2 separate regions of the Mus musculus genome follow, and region 2 is linked to region 1. Evidence: chromatin contacts called from public capture Hi-C data. All regions are on one chromosome and are shown on one strand. The core of a region is the stretch at or near the end of the contact, and the rest is flanking DNA. Distances in the headings are between cores, read along the strand shown.

Region 1 (6,715 bases), core at 3,371-5,870:
GTCTTGCGTAACTCAGGCTGACCTTGAACAAACCATATGTAGCGAAGGCTGACCTTGAACTCCCGATCCCTCTGCCTGTACCTCAGTCCTGGATTACAGGTGTGCACTTCCACACATGATTCCTGCTGGACCCTGAATGTCAGGCTTCCTGCATGCTGCACAAGTACTCTGCCTTAGTTCAGCCCCAGTCCTGCTGTGTCAGGGTTTTCAGTTGTTCTTCTGGTTTTACTCTTTTTTTTTTTTTTTGGAGTTTTGTTTGTTTGTTTGCTGTTTGTTTGTTTGTTTGTTTGTTGAGAAAAAGAGTCTCATGTAGCCTAGGCTGGCCTCAAACTCCTGATCCTCCTGCCTCGGTTTCCTGAGTTCTGGGGTTATAGACATGCACACCACACTTGGCCCATTTTAATAGAGAAAATACTCAGACACTCTAAACACCCAACAATAAAAATTATTTAGGGGCTGGAGAGATGGCTCAGCGGTTAAGAGCACTGACTGCTGCACTTCCAGAGGTCCTGAGTTCAACTCCCAGCAATCACATGGTGGCTCACAACCATCTGTAAAGAGATCTGATGTCCTCTTTTGGTGTGTCTCAAGAAAGCTACAAGGTACTCACATATAATAAATACATTTTAAAATGTAAGATTATTTAGACAAAGGTGTTTAGAGCGTGAATACAATAGCATTGTCTGCATCCACTAGTAGTGTATATCTATGTCTACCCACAAAAAGCTACCGATACACCTCTAGAGGAAAAAAGCAGATACAGACAGAAGACAGCTCTGTTTGCACAAAGCGTATTACTCTCTGTGTGTGTGTGTGTGTGTGTGTGTGTGTGTGTGTGTGTGTGTGTGTGTGGGTGGTGTTCTTCCACAATGAGGGTGTCCAAATTCAGCAGCAATTGTCTTTACCCACTGAGCTATCTCACTGGTCCAGTTTTGGCTTTTTAGGGGTGTGTGTGTGCACGTGTCCCACGAAAGCTAGAAGAGGTTGTTTGATCCCCTGAAACCAGAATTACAGACGGTTTCGAACCTTGCCTGCTGGAAACCAAACTGGTTCTCCACCTCTCCAGAACCTCTGTTTTGTTTTGTTTTTTTCTCTTTGAGACAGGGTCTCAATACATAGCCCTGGCTATCCTCAGACTCACAGAGACCCACCTGCCTCTGCCTCCCATGTTCTGGGATTAGAGGCTTTGCACCACCACACCCGACTCAACTAAGTTTTTAGTGTTGACTTTCCACCTTTCGGCGCTGTTTTTGACATCAGTCAGATCCACCTAGCTGGTTGGTAGCACACGTCTACAATCTCAGCTTTCAGGAAGCTGAAGCAGAAGGAATCATGAGTTCCAGGGTAGCCTGAACTCCGAGATAAGATCCGCTCCAAGCAAAACCGAATCGAGACGTGGAGGTGAGAAGGGAGTGAGCCTGGAGCTCTCCGGAAAGGTACTTCAGAAGGAAATGACAACAGGTTAAGCCCCTGGCTTCTGCCTCCCACCTGCTGGGGCTTCTGAGAGTGCATCGGGTGCGGCTGGAGTCACCCAGGCCCCAGCCAGCCAGCCATGAATGCTAGGGCTTCTCTATTAACACATGTAGGGCTCTCTGACTTCTTCATTCTGTGCTCTCTGCCTCACCCCCACCCCAGACTTGCACCTAGCCGCCGAGCTTGGGAAGACTCTGCTGGAGAGGAACAAGGAGCTGGAGGAGTCCCTGCAGCAGATGTACTCCACCAATGAGGAGCAGGTGCATGAGATCGAGGTGAGGGGCCTCCGGCTCTGCCTTCTCCCATCTCCCAGGAGCCTCCAGCTTTTTTTTTTTTTCCAGCCTCCATCTCCTGTGTGTGCCTCTGTACAGCTTGTAACTTAACCCTCACAGTTCACGGTGGTCTTCGGCTCCTACACCTCTCAAAGCCAAGGAGTGGTAGAGGGACAGACAGTGGCATCTATCTGTCCCCGTCGCACTGTAAAGCCTTATTCCATCCTTCCCTCCTCCCCTAGTACTTGACCAAGCAGCTGGACACACTGAGGCTCGTGAATGAACAGCATGCTAAAGTGTACGAGCAGCTGGACCTGACGGCCAGAGACCTGGAGCTGACCAACCAGAGGCTGGTGATGGAGAGTAAGGCTGCCCAGCAGAAGATCCACGGGTGAGGGAGAGGCCCAGGGCGTTGTATGTGGTTGATCCCACAACAGCCACTCTTCTGTCCCCTGTCCTTCCTCCCTTCTTTTTGTTGTTCTTGGATTTTCTTTTTTTTTTTTAAGATTTATTTATTTATTTATTTATTTATTTATTTATTTATTTATTATATGTAAGTACACTGTAGCTGTCTTCAGACACCCCAGAAGAGGGCATCAGATCTCATTATGGATGGTTGTGAGCCACCATGTGGTTGCTGGGATTTGAACTCAGGACCTTCGGAAGAGCCAGTCAGTGCTCTTAACCGCTGAGCCATCTCTCCAGCCCTGTTCTTGGATTTTCAAGACAAACTTTCTCTATGTAGATGAGCCTGGCCTCGAACTCACAGAGGTTCGCCTGCCTCTCCCTCCTGAATACTGGGATTAAAGGAATGAGCCACCACCATCCAGCCCTCTCATTTTAAGATTGTTTCTGTTTTATATGTGTGGGTGTTTTGCCTGTGTGTATGCCTGTGCCAGGAGAGGGGGTGGGATCCTCTGCAACTACAGTGACAAATGGTTGTGAGCCACTGTGTGGGCGCTGGGAACTAAACCCAACCCCTCTGCAAGAACAAGTGCTCCTAACCACCCAGCCATCTCTCCAGCCCCCACAGCCGGTAGGTGAAACGTGGCCCATACTCCAGTAAACAACTTCCCACCTATGGCTATTCGCCACTGATGATGCACCCGACCTAGTTTGAGGTACTAAGGATTCAGTGACCCTGATCTGCCTCTGCGACCTCACAGCTGCAGTGGACCATGGTGGCAACAGAGCTGTGTGCAAGGACCTGGGGTACAGCTAGGAAAGTGGCCCCGTGGCTAAAGTGCTTGCTGCGCAGGCTTGAGAACCTGAGCTCAGACACCTTTGTAAAATGCAGGGCACAACGATGTGCATTCGGAACCCCAAACTGGGGAGGTGGCGATGTGCAAGTCCCATCCTAGCTGAATCAGCCATTCTTGGGTTCCGGCGGGAGCCTGTCTCAAAAAATCCAAGGCGGATAGCTTGTTGAGGTGTGATGCCCAGAGTCATCCTCTGGCCTCCACATGTACCCACACACGTGTGGACATGCATACAGGTTCACAGATACAAAAGGATCAGAGCTGGCTGAGGAGGAATGGTTGGCTCAGCCTGGGCTGTACAGGAGAAGGGCAGGCCCTTGGATCCGGCAGAACCTTCTCGGACTTTAACACCAGACAGCAAGCTCAAGGTTGTCTGTTTGTCCTTAACTCGATGGCCTCCATCTCTGAGGCTCCCAAGCTGCAGTGAGGAGGTGTCCCTAGCTCCTGAAGACTCTCCACCTTGGTGGGGGAGAGGGGGACGTTGCAATGAGACAGAGATGGCTAAGAGGTTAAGAGTGCTTGTTGATCTGGGCCCAGAGTTTGGTTCCCAGCACTCACAGTGAATGGCTTACAGCTCACAATCACCTAGTTCCAGGATCTCCAACTCCACCTACACACACACACACACACACACACACACACGCACACACACACACGCACGCCTAAAAATCAATCTTAACATATTGGTTGTGAGCCTAGCATTTAGTGGCTGAACCATCTCTCCAGCCCTAACAATTTTTACAGAAAAAATGTCTCCCATGCATATCATTCTATTCCAGGCTGACAGAGACCATTGAGCGCCTGCAGTCCCAGGTCGAAGAGCTACAGGCCCAGGTGGAGCAACTTCGAGGCCTGGAGCAACTTCGGATTCGCCGGGAAAAACGGGAACGCAGGAGAACCATCCATACCTTCCCCTGCCTGAAGGAGCTGTGCACAAGTTCCCGGTAGGCAAGGGCCCTGGTGTGTCATCTTAGAGTCCCGAGAGAGCTGGCTGAGGGATGAAGGAGGAGATGCATGGTGGACAGTGGCTGGGAAGGAGGACCGTTTGGTCCAAGCCCTCAGGATGCTTGCTAAGGACAGCCATTGGTGTTACTAACACAAGCCATTTGCATCCATTTTCCCTACTAGTCAGATGAGAAAAACCTTCTGACCTCGGAGGAGTTAAGCACTGTATTTATACAGGCACGCGCTCAGAATGTGTGCTATGCCTAAATGGATCCCCATCCTAGTTAGGAGAAAGAGATAAAGAGCAAGGTGAGGCTGGCGATGTAGCTCAGTGAAAAACCTGCTTGTCCGACGCTTCACTGTGTCTCCCAGTGCGGAAAAATCCTGGATCAATCTGTATAGGTCATCGTACTCAGACACACTGTGGAGGGATAGTTAGAGGGGTGGAGGGTGACTGAGAGAGGCCAGTGTTTGACCACCTACTGCTGCCTGCCTCCCCCCCCTCCCCCCGCCCCCAGCAGATGTGAGGATGCCTTCCGCCTACACAGTTCCTCTTTGGAGCTGGGTCCTCGGCCGCTGGAACAGGAAAACGAACGGCTGCAGACCTTGGTTGGGGTGCTCCGTTCCCAGGTGAGCCAGGAGCGACAGCGCAAGGAACGAGCGGAACGTGAGTACACGGTGGTGCTCCAGGAGTACACGGAGCTGGAGCGACAGCTGTGTGAGATGGAGGGCTGCCGCCTGCGCGTGCAGGAGCTGGAGGCCGAGTTGCTGGAGCTGCAGCAGATGAAGCAGGCCAAGACCTACCTGCTGGCCCGGGAGGAGCACCTGGCTGAGGCTCTGCTGGCGCCCCTCACTCAGGCCCCTGAGGCCGATGACCCCCAGCCAGGCAGTGGAGATGACTCTAATGCCCAGGATGGTGTCTCCTCGCCTGCCGCTTCCCCCAGCCACGCAGTGCGCAAGAGCTGCAGTGACACGGCGCTCAATGCCATAGTGGCCAAAGACCCAGCCAGCCGCCATGCTGGCAACCTCACGTTGCATGCCAACAGTGTGCGCAGGCGCGGTATGTCTATCCTGCGGGAGGTGGATGAGCAGTACCACGCGCTGCTGGAGAAATACGAGGAGCTACTGAGCAAGTGCCGGCAGCACGGTGCCGGAGTGCGGCACGCGGGGGTGCAGACCTCACGGCCCATCTCCCGGGACAGCTCCTGGAGGGACCTACTGGGGGGCGAAGAGAGCCCGGGAGAGGGCAAGGCGGGTGAGAAGAGCCTAAGCCAGCACGTGGAGGCTGTGGATAAGCGGCTGGAGCAGAGCCAGCCGGAGTACAAGGCACTCTTCAAAGAGATCTTTGCCAGGATCCAGAAGACCAAGGCCGACATCAACGCCACCAAAGTCAAGACACACAGCAGCAAGTGACCCCTCTCTAGGCCTGTCGCCTCCCTCCGCCTCCCGACCAGAGGGGTCCCTCATGCCTGGCTGGCAGCCTCCTGGCAAGTGAGAAAGCCCTTTATGCAGCAATATATCATAGCAGGTGGCTGGGGACACTGCATATTCCCTGCTGGTGGCTCGGCTCACCTGTTCTGCCTCCCTTGGCCACTTTGCTTCAGCTCAAAGGCACAGCTCAGTTTAAAAGCCAAACACACTCCCCACCCCGCCACTGCCACTCCACCACTGTCCCTGGGGGCTTTTCAGCTCCCCCAGCCCTCAGCTTCTGGACCCCAGGCTTCACCCTCAGATTGCTGCCAGTCTTCTGCAAGCCTTTCTAGCTTTGCCCTCCAAAGTTGTTTTTGTTTTTTGGTTTTTTTTTTTTTTTTTTCTGAGAGATTTGCAATGCAAGGCCTCCTGAAGCCTTGTCACAACTGGAAACACTTGAAAGGGGACCTCAGAGCCAGCCATTGCTGGTGTCTGGAGTCTCCCAGACCACTCACTGCTTCTTGCCAGTTATGACTGTCATTCCCTTCGCACCAGCTGTACCACTCCCAGAGGTCTGAGCAGGCCACAGATAGCCCCCACCTTGCAGAGCAGGAAGTTTAGCCAGGCTCGAGTGTATCCCCTCCAGCCCTGGCAAAGGGCTTCTGCTCACCACAGATCTATAGCCAGTCTGAATAGAGGAAGAGAGAACCCCACAACAGCCATACACGGGTAGTGTCCCTTTCCTCTCAGAGCCAAGTTCCATTCCTGGAGTTATCCTCTAGGCATGAAGCCTTCCAGGGGCCGGGATGGTAGGGAGTTTCACCCCTTCCTCCCTCCCCAAGCCTGCAAACCACCTTTGCTTTCATTCCTTTCTCTGCGCCTGCCCCCATCTCAGGGACCATGATGTCTCATCCAGTCCTCTCTTCCTCAGGCCACCCAGGGACAGTTCACATCTGCAGCCTTCAGAATGTCCTGTAGGAGTGTCACCAACCCAGGTCCAAGTGTTCATGCCTGTCCTTCACCAGGGACTGTAGGACCCTTACTTGTTTTGTTTGGTTGGGCTTTGATCTGTTTTTTTGTTTTGCTTTGTTTTGTTTTGTTTTTTTGAGACAGGGATTCTCTGTGTAGCCCTGGCTGGCCTGGAACTCACTCTGTGGACCAGGCTGGTCTCCAACTCAGATCCTCCTGCCTCTGCCTCCCAAGTGCTGGGATTAAAGGTGTGATCTACCACTGCCGGGCCCTCATGTTGCGTTGTGTTCTTAAGTTGAGGAAGAACTGTCTCCTCTTCCACCTTTCTACAGAATGCCTCTTCTTTACCTCCCGCCTCTATGGGGATGACTTTTGAGGCCCCACCTG
Region 2 (6,113 bases), core at 1,463-3,962, 560 kb after region 1:
CAAGTGTGCTTCTGCTTTGTTTAGTTCTGTTCCCAAAGGACACTGCATCCCCACAAGTACATTCAGGGCCCGTGCTTTCCAGCCCTGGGGACGCAAAGCCCAGAAACTTGGCTTGAAAGTGGTCTTCCAGTGTCCCGCCCACCTGCCCGTTTTCCAAGAGGTGCCCTTGTGCTGTGGGTTGTTGATGAGTGACTGGTTTTCCATAACTAAGTGCTAGGAATTATTCATTCTGCTTTGTCTTGGGCAAGAACATAGTGACTCTGCATTGATTCTGGGTTCTCTGATGGACAGAGCTCAAGACTTATTGAAAAAAACAAAAAAACAAAAACAACAACAACAACAAAAAAAAAACCCAGGGATTGGAGAGATGGCTCAGGGCCACTCTTGCAGAGGATCCAGGTTCATTTCCCATCCGTGTTGGGAGTGTCACAACTTCCTGTAGCTGTAGGTATGGAGAGTCCAATGCCCTGTTTTTGCAGACCTCAGTAGGAACGTGCAGACAAATGACTCGCATGCACACTCAAACACATTTACATGACCCGTGCAAATTAAAACCAGGGCTTCCTTAAACACTAGAATTTGTTCTTTAGAAAATGACACGGGATATGACAGCTTAAGGGCAGAGGAGGCACAGCACACATCTAATCAGAAGCCAGCAGCCTCGGCGGTGGGTGATACACAAGGCCAGGTGTAGTGGAAGCTGAAGCCGCTTCCATCTAGGTCCCACTTCACTCTGCTGTTCACCACCGAGAAACTTCAAGGTTTAGGCCAGAGAACAACCTGGCCATGAACCAGTACGGCAGTGCGCTCCACTCACATGAACAGGGTCAGAAGTGGTGCACATGTGGGTGCATCAACTGGACTTCTTCCATAATCAGCTTGGCTCTTCTCCTCTGGGTTTGTTTTGACTTTTTTTTTTTTTTAAAGATTAGTGTATGTAGCATAGACTTGCCTTAAAACTACGTAGCCTAGGCTGGCTTTGGACTGTCTGTCCTCTTCCTGTGTAACCCAGGCTGGCTTTGACCTGCTGGTCCTATACTTTAGCCTCTCATAGATCTAGTATTACAGGAACTGCCATGACACTCTGCTTCTGGGCTGTGTGTGTGAAATAGCGTTACTGAGATGTAATTCAAAGAGTAAAAGTGTGCCATTGGTGGATTTGATAGACATTTGTATCTGTGATAGCCGTACCAAACAAACATCTTTTACAAGGGGAACACCTCCACTTTCCTATCCTTCCTAATGGTTCCTGGTGCTCAGGTCCCCTGTGCAGGCGGTGTCTTCCTTCAGTCTCAAGTAAGACTTTATTTATTTATTTACTTACTTACTTATTTTTGGTTTTTCGAGACAGGGTTTCTCTGTGTAGCCCTGGCTGTCCTGGAACTCACTTTGTAGACCAGGCTGGCCTCGAACTCAGAAATCCGTCTGCCTCTGCCTCCCGAGTGCTGGGATTAAAGGCGTGCGCCTCCATGCCTGGCAAGATGTGATCTTGATGGAAGTTCAGCCCTATTTTAACAGTTTCATATAAATGAGGCTTATTGACAACCACTTGGGCTGGGTCATTGTGTTATGAAGGCCTTCCTTGCGTGATAGGATGCTTGACAGAGTTGCAGCCTGCCGATAAGTGTCCCTTTGAGAGCAGAGTTGCCCCAGGCTGAGCGCCTGGTGGATCATTGCTTTCCTGCCTGGCTTTCCCCTTAAGCAGGTTCCTTAGAGGTTGCACGCACACTGCTGAGAATAGGTGTTCCTTTACATTTGTCTGTTTTGACGAAAGGACCTCTCGATGTAGCCGACATAGTCTGTTATTTGCCCTCTCGTGGCGGGCACAGTGCACTGTCACCTGCGTAGGGTGAGTACTCTTCTCTTTGAGGAGTGGGTGGTAAGTCAACTCTTCAACAGGATGGCTTTCAAAGGACTAGCCAACTCACGGGCTTCTCCAGTGCTCTAGCTCCTGACAGCTGCCTGCCCCACGGGCCTGGAACAGTATTGGGTGTAGTCCAGGGGTCTTCAAATCACTCAGGAGCCCCTTCTTACAGCCAGTTAAGTATTCTGCAAGTGTCCTCGGCCCCACTGGGCTTTCTGTCCCTGTTCCCCTGCCGTAGTCTGAGTCCCTGGAACTAGCTACTCTGCTTAGGTTCCCACCTGGTGGCCATGGATACTGCAGATGTTTTCTGACAGAGGCGTTAGCAGGATGTGACTCATGCTGACAACAGGCTTTGTGGATAGTAAATGGAGCTACCCCTAGCATAGCCAAGGCATAGGCACTGTGGCAAGTGTCTGCGGGCACACTGCTGACACTTCCTGAGATGGTTAGGGGCTCTGGCCGCTCTGCAGAGCAGCTGTTCTCTGTACTGGGCACATTCTAGGACTCAGGGAGGAGGCACTCAAGTCTGTCCTCAAGTCTCTGAAGTATACTTTTATTTTGTTGTCCAGCATATGTCACCTTCTTGTCACTTATTTCCCAGGAATACTCTTGTTTCTACCCCAATTTATGAGGCTCCCTCCTCCTCCATACTCTCTGTCACTTATGTCCCAGAGGGTGGGGGGTTGCTACAGTAACCGTGGCACACCCTGTTTTTCTAAAAAGCTTTCCTGGCAAATGGCAAAGGGCATTCTTTGTCTGTGTCACGTGCACATATACCCTCTGTGGCCCAGCGCCTGCCAAGCCTTGGTTTTGTTATGAATGTTCACAAAATGCCCTAGCCAGCTCTTTCCACCCGCTTCCACTCTGGGCTGGCCTCTGCAGACTGAGCTCAGACCTAGACCAACGTCTTACCCCAGGGCTAAGAAAAAGGAAGAAACCAAGATTTGGCTTGACTGCCTGCCAGAGCTGGGTAGTGCCCTGCCTGAGGGCCAGTTGGGAGGTGGCAGAAAGGCATGGTGCAGCGGCAAGTGTGTATCCTATCCCCCTTGTGGGGACTGTTCTCGACTGCAGTTGCATCTCAGGCCACAGCATGACCTTTGATCTGTCGCCCAGCCTGTGCTCTGGGTGTGTCTAGTTAAAACCACTGACATCTACGAAGCCCAGGCTGTACTTATGCTTTAAGACTGCCTCAGGCCTGACCCCTGGCCTCAGTGTGTTCATAGTGTGCACAGGCCCGATCCACAGTAACTGTCCTGGAAGTCATTAGAGTCTCCAGGGTCTTGAAGGCCTTGTCTTACTCAGCACAGGGATGGTAACTATGCAGAGATCAAAGCACCTTATCTGCTAAGAAGAAAACATTAACCCATGCTGGGTGCACAGTGCACACTTGCAATCCCAGCCAATCGAAAGGCTGAAGCAGGAGAGTCCCTTCTAGGCCAGCCTGGGGCCCTAAATGAGGGGTTTCCCCCTACACACACCTAGTTTTTCTTTTTTGTTTGTTTGTTTTTCCCTTTTGTTTTGTTTTAATCTCTTAAGACCTGGAATTATTTTAGAATCATGACCGTAGGGGAGGCTCAGCAGGTAACACATTCTGCTCATAGACAGGACCCATGTCTGGGGGTTACAACCTCTGATAAATGTCACCTCCAAGGGATCTGATGCCTCTCTGGACTCCTAGGGTACCACACACAGACATGCCTATAATTTTTAAAAAGTAAAATCTTAAAAAGAAAAAAAAAAAAACAGCCTTGGACTAGAGACCAGGAAGACCATGCCACCCTCCGCCTTCCCCCAGACCCCCACCATGCCACCCTGCACCTCCCCTAGCCCCACCCCCGCCACCCTGCGCCTCCCCCAGCCCCCCCCCCCCGCCATGCCACCCTGCGCCTCCCCCCAGCCCCCTGCCATGCTACCCTAAGCCTTCCCACAGACCCTCTTCAGCTCTCTAGAGCTGTTCCTAGGACAGGCTTAGAGAAGGGCCTGGCACACAGTAGGTCCCCCTGCTGGGCTAGATGCTATTGGTGGTGGCTTTTTGGTGCTTGCCTTCCTCCTGCCCCACCCTGTGCTGTCTGCCACTGTTTGCACATTGTATGGTTCTTTTCATGAGGAATGTTTCAAAGAGCATGACAGAATCTTACAACAATCAGCCCATTGTCTGTGTGCTCCAGAGCCGACTCTGAGGTCCTGGGGTGGCCGGAGGCTGTCAGGGAAGGGAATGGGGAGAGAGGAGGCGAGGCTTGGGTGGGCAGTGTTCTGAGGGGATTGATTGCCCTCGGGAGTTGTGGTTCTTGTGTCAGAATCAGGCCTTTTGTTCAGGTCTTTTTATGCACAAGCTATTTGGGACCCAAAACCTTAACACAGTTTCTTATAGCCAAGGCAGGACAGACCCAGACCAACCGGAAAGGGCAGTGCCAAGTATGAAGCTGACACATGTCTCTAACAGCTCTGAGTTCAGTGTCTTCCACATTGGCAACCTGAGATTGAGCTTAGGCAGGACTGAATTTATACTGTAGAAACTGGTAAATGCTTTGGATGGTGGCTCCTCCCCTTTCCCTCCCCCAGCGCTTCTCCAGGCATGCTCTTTCCCTAAAAGTCAGTCTCTGGAGCTTGGTAGGATGTGTTATTTACATGTGTCCCCTCCACCTCAGCTTCCCTTCTCCCAGGTTGACACGTAGCTGGCCATTGAGATCAGCTCAGGGAACACTCTCCAAGAAGCCATCGGCCACCTCCCCTTCTGCTTTCTGCTGAAATTGCTTTGTGCTTGTGCTTTTATGGCCCCTGGCCTTTCCTCTCAACACAAGGTTCCCTCTGCTTTCTCAACAGCCTCCTTTTCTGAAAGGGTTCGCAACATGTCACCCGATGAAATCAAGATCCCACCAGAACCGCCTGGCAGATGTTCAAATCACCTACAAGTAAGCACAGGTCTGGCTGCTGAGGCCCATGTGGCTGAGATGGCCTGGGCTTTGTCTGCTTGTGCTGTGTCCTTCAGAGGCCATGGCAGGGAAAGGGATCAAGTCACGATGCTGCTGGGTAGGCAGGAGCCTGCAGTCTCAGATACTTCCTTTAAGCCAGAACTCAGGAATTGACACCCATTGCCACACCTGCCATATGCTGTCCTCTTGTGTCCCTGGTCTGCCCTCACTGAGCCAGGGCACTTCTCAGGGAAATTTGCCAAGAAACTGAGGATCCTTCAGGATGTAAAACAAACTGCAGACGTGTACCATGTAGCGCTTAGATGTGTACCATGTAGCGCTTAGATGCGGTTTCCGTCCCTGTGTTCCTGATGCAGCAGCTTCTGCCCTCAGACCTGACCTAAGGCCTTAAGCGCCTGAAGAACAGAAGCTGTTCATCTGTGCAGTCGACCCATGGGACAGAGCTCAGTACAACTGAGAGTCCACCTGTGTGGTTGCTGCTCCTTGTTCCTCTGTAAGTTCCCCCGAGAGTGGGATGTTTCAGTTAACAGCAGGGCAGATGCGCAAGGCTGCATGACTGTGGACCATTTCCACAGCCCTGCCTTTGATCCCAAAGCTTCTTCTGGGCGCCCCCAGCTGTATAACAAGCCCATGGCACCACCCAAACGGATGCATGACTAATGGGTCCTCGGGCTGGAATGCAGCAGTCCAGGAGAGGGCCAGAGTCAGGACTAGGGCACAGCACGGATTTTCTTCCTTTCCCAGAAGTCTCCTCCCTTGGCTAAGTTGTCTGCCTCCCTCCCCTTTACCCCCACCCCAGGATGGCGTCAGCCTCCATGCCAGACAAGTTCAAGCCTGTGAGGACAGTACCAAGCAGAAGCAGCCACCCCAGCACAGCCACCCCAGCACAGCCACCCCAGCACAGCCACCCCAGCACAGCCACCCCAGCACAGCCACCCCAGCACAGCCACCCCAGCACAGCCACCCCAGCACAGCACAGCCACCCCAGCACAGCCACCCCAGCACAGCCACCCCAGCACAGCACAGCCACCCCAGCACAGCACAGCCACCCCAGCACAGCACAGCCACCCCAGCACAGCACAGCCACCCCAGCACAGCCACCCCAGCACAGCCACCCCAGCACAGCCACCCCAGCACAGCCACCCCAGCACAGCCACCCCAGCACAGCCACCCCAGCCACCCCAGCACAGCCACCCCAGCACAGCCACCCCAGCACAGCCACCCCAGCACAGCCACCCCAGCACAGCCACCCCAGCACAGCCACCCCAGCACAGCCACCCCAGCACAGCTCTCTTTTGTTTTGTTGGGATTTTATT

What was found. Capture Hi-C pulls out chosen DNA fragments and counts their contacts.
Region 2: a contact with region 1 is called in a capture Hi-C map of embryonic stem cells, with 2.0 times the contacts expected there. The contact joins two enhancer-like sites. A contact is called at or near these places in 1 of 39 promoter capture datasets (pre-B cells) and 1 of 9 other capture datasets (embryonic stem cells).

The regions. Positions count from the first base shown.
Region 1 is chr11:115,388,876-115,395,590 of GRCm38.p6, forward strand. Cdr2l (cerebellar degeneration-related protein 2-like) reads left to right here. Exons shown (of 5, transcript NM_001080929.1): 2 at 1,636-1,748; 3 at 1,988-2,136; 4 at 3,784-3,948; 5 at 4,471-6,715. The coding sequence ends at 5,362. Among named protein-coding and RNA genes, the nearest start is that of Gm32013, 9.0 kb to the right of the region's middle. Within about 2 kb of position 4,621, at least 19 of the 459 cell types and tissues checked have an H3K27ac peak or open chromatin away from gene starts, as enhancers often do. A contact at or near this core is called in embryonic stem cells, where this site is marked.
Region 2 is chr11:115,952,674-115,958,786 of GRCm38.p6, forward strand. Sap30bp (SAP30 binding protein) reads left to right here. Exons shown (of 11, transcript NM_020483.3): 5 at 4,688-4,776. Among named protein-coding and RNA genes, the nearest start is that of Gm39474, 13 kb to the left of the region's middle. Within about 2 kb of position 2,713, at least 176 of the 459 cell types and tissues checked have an H3K27ac peak or open chromatin away from gene starts, as enhancers often do. A contact at or near this core is called in embryonic stem cells, where this site is marked.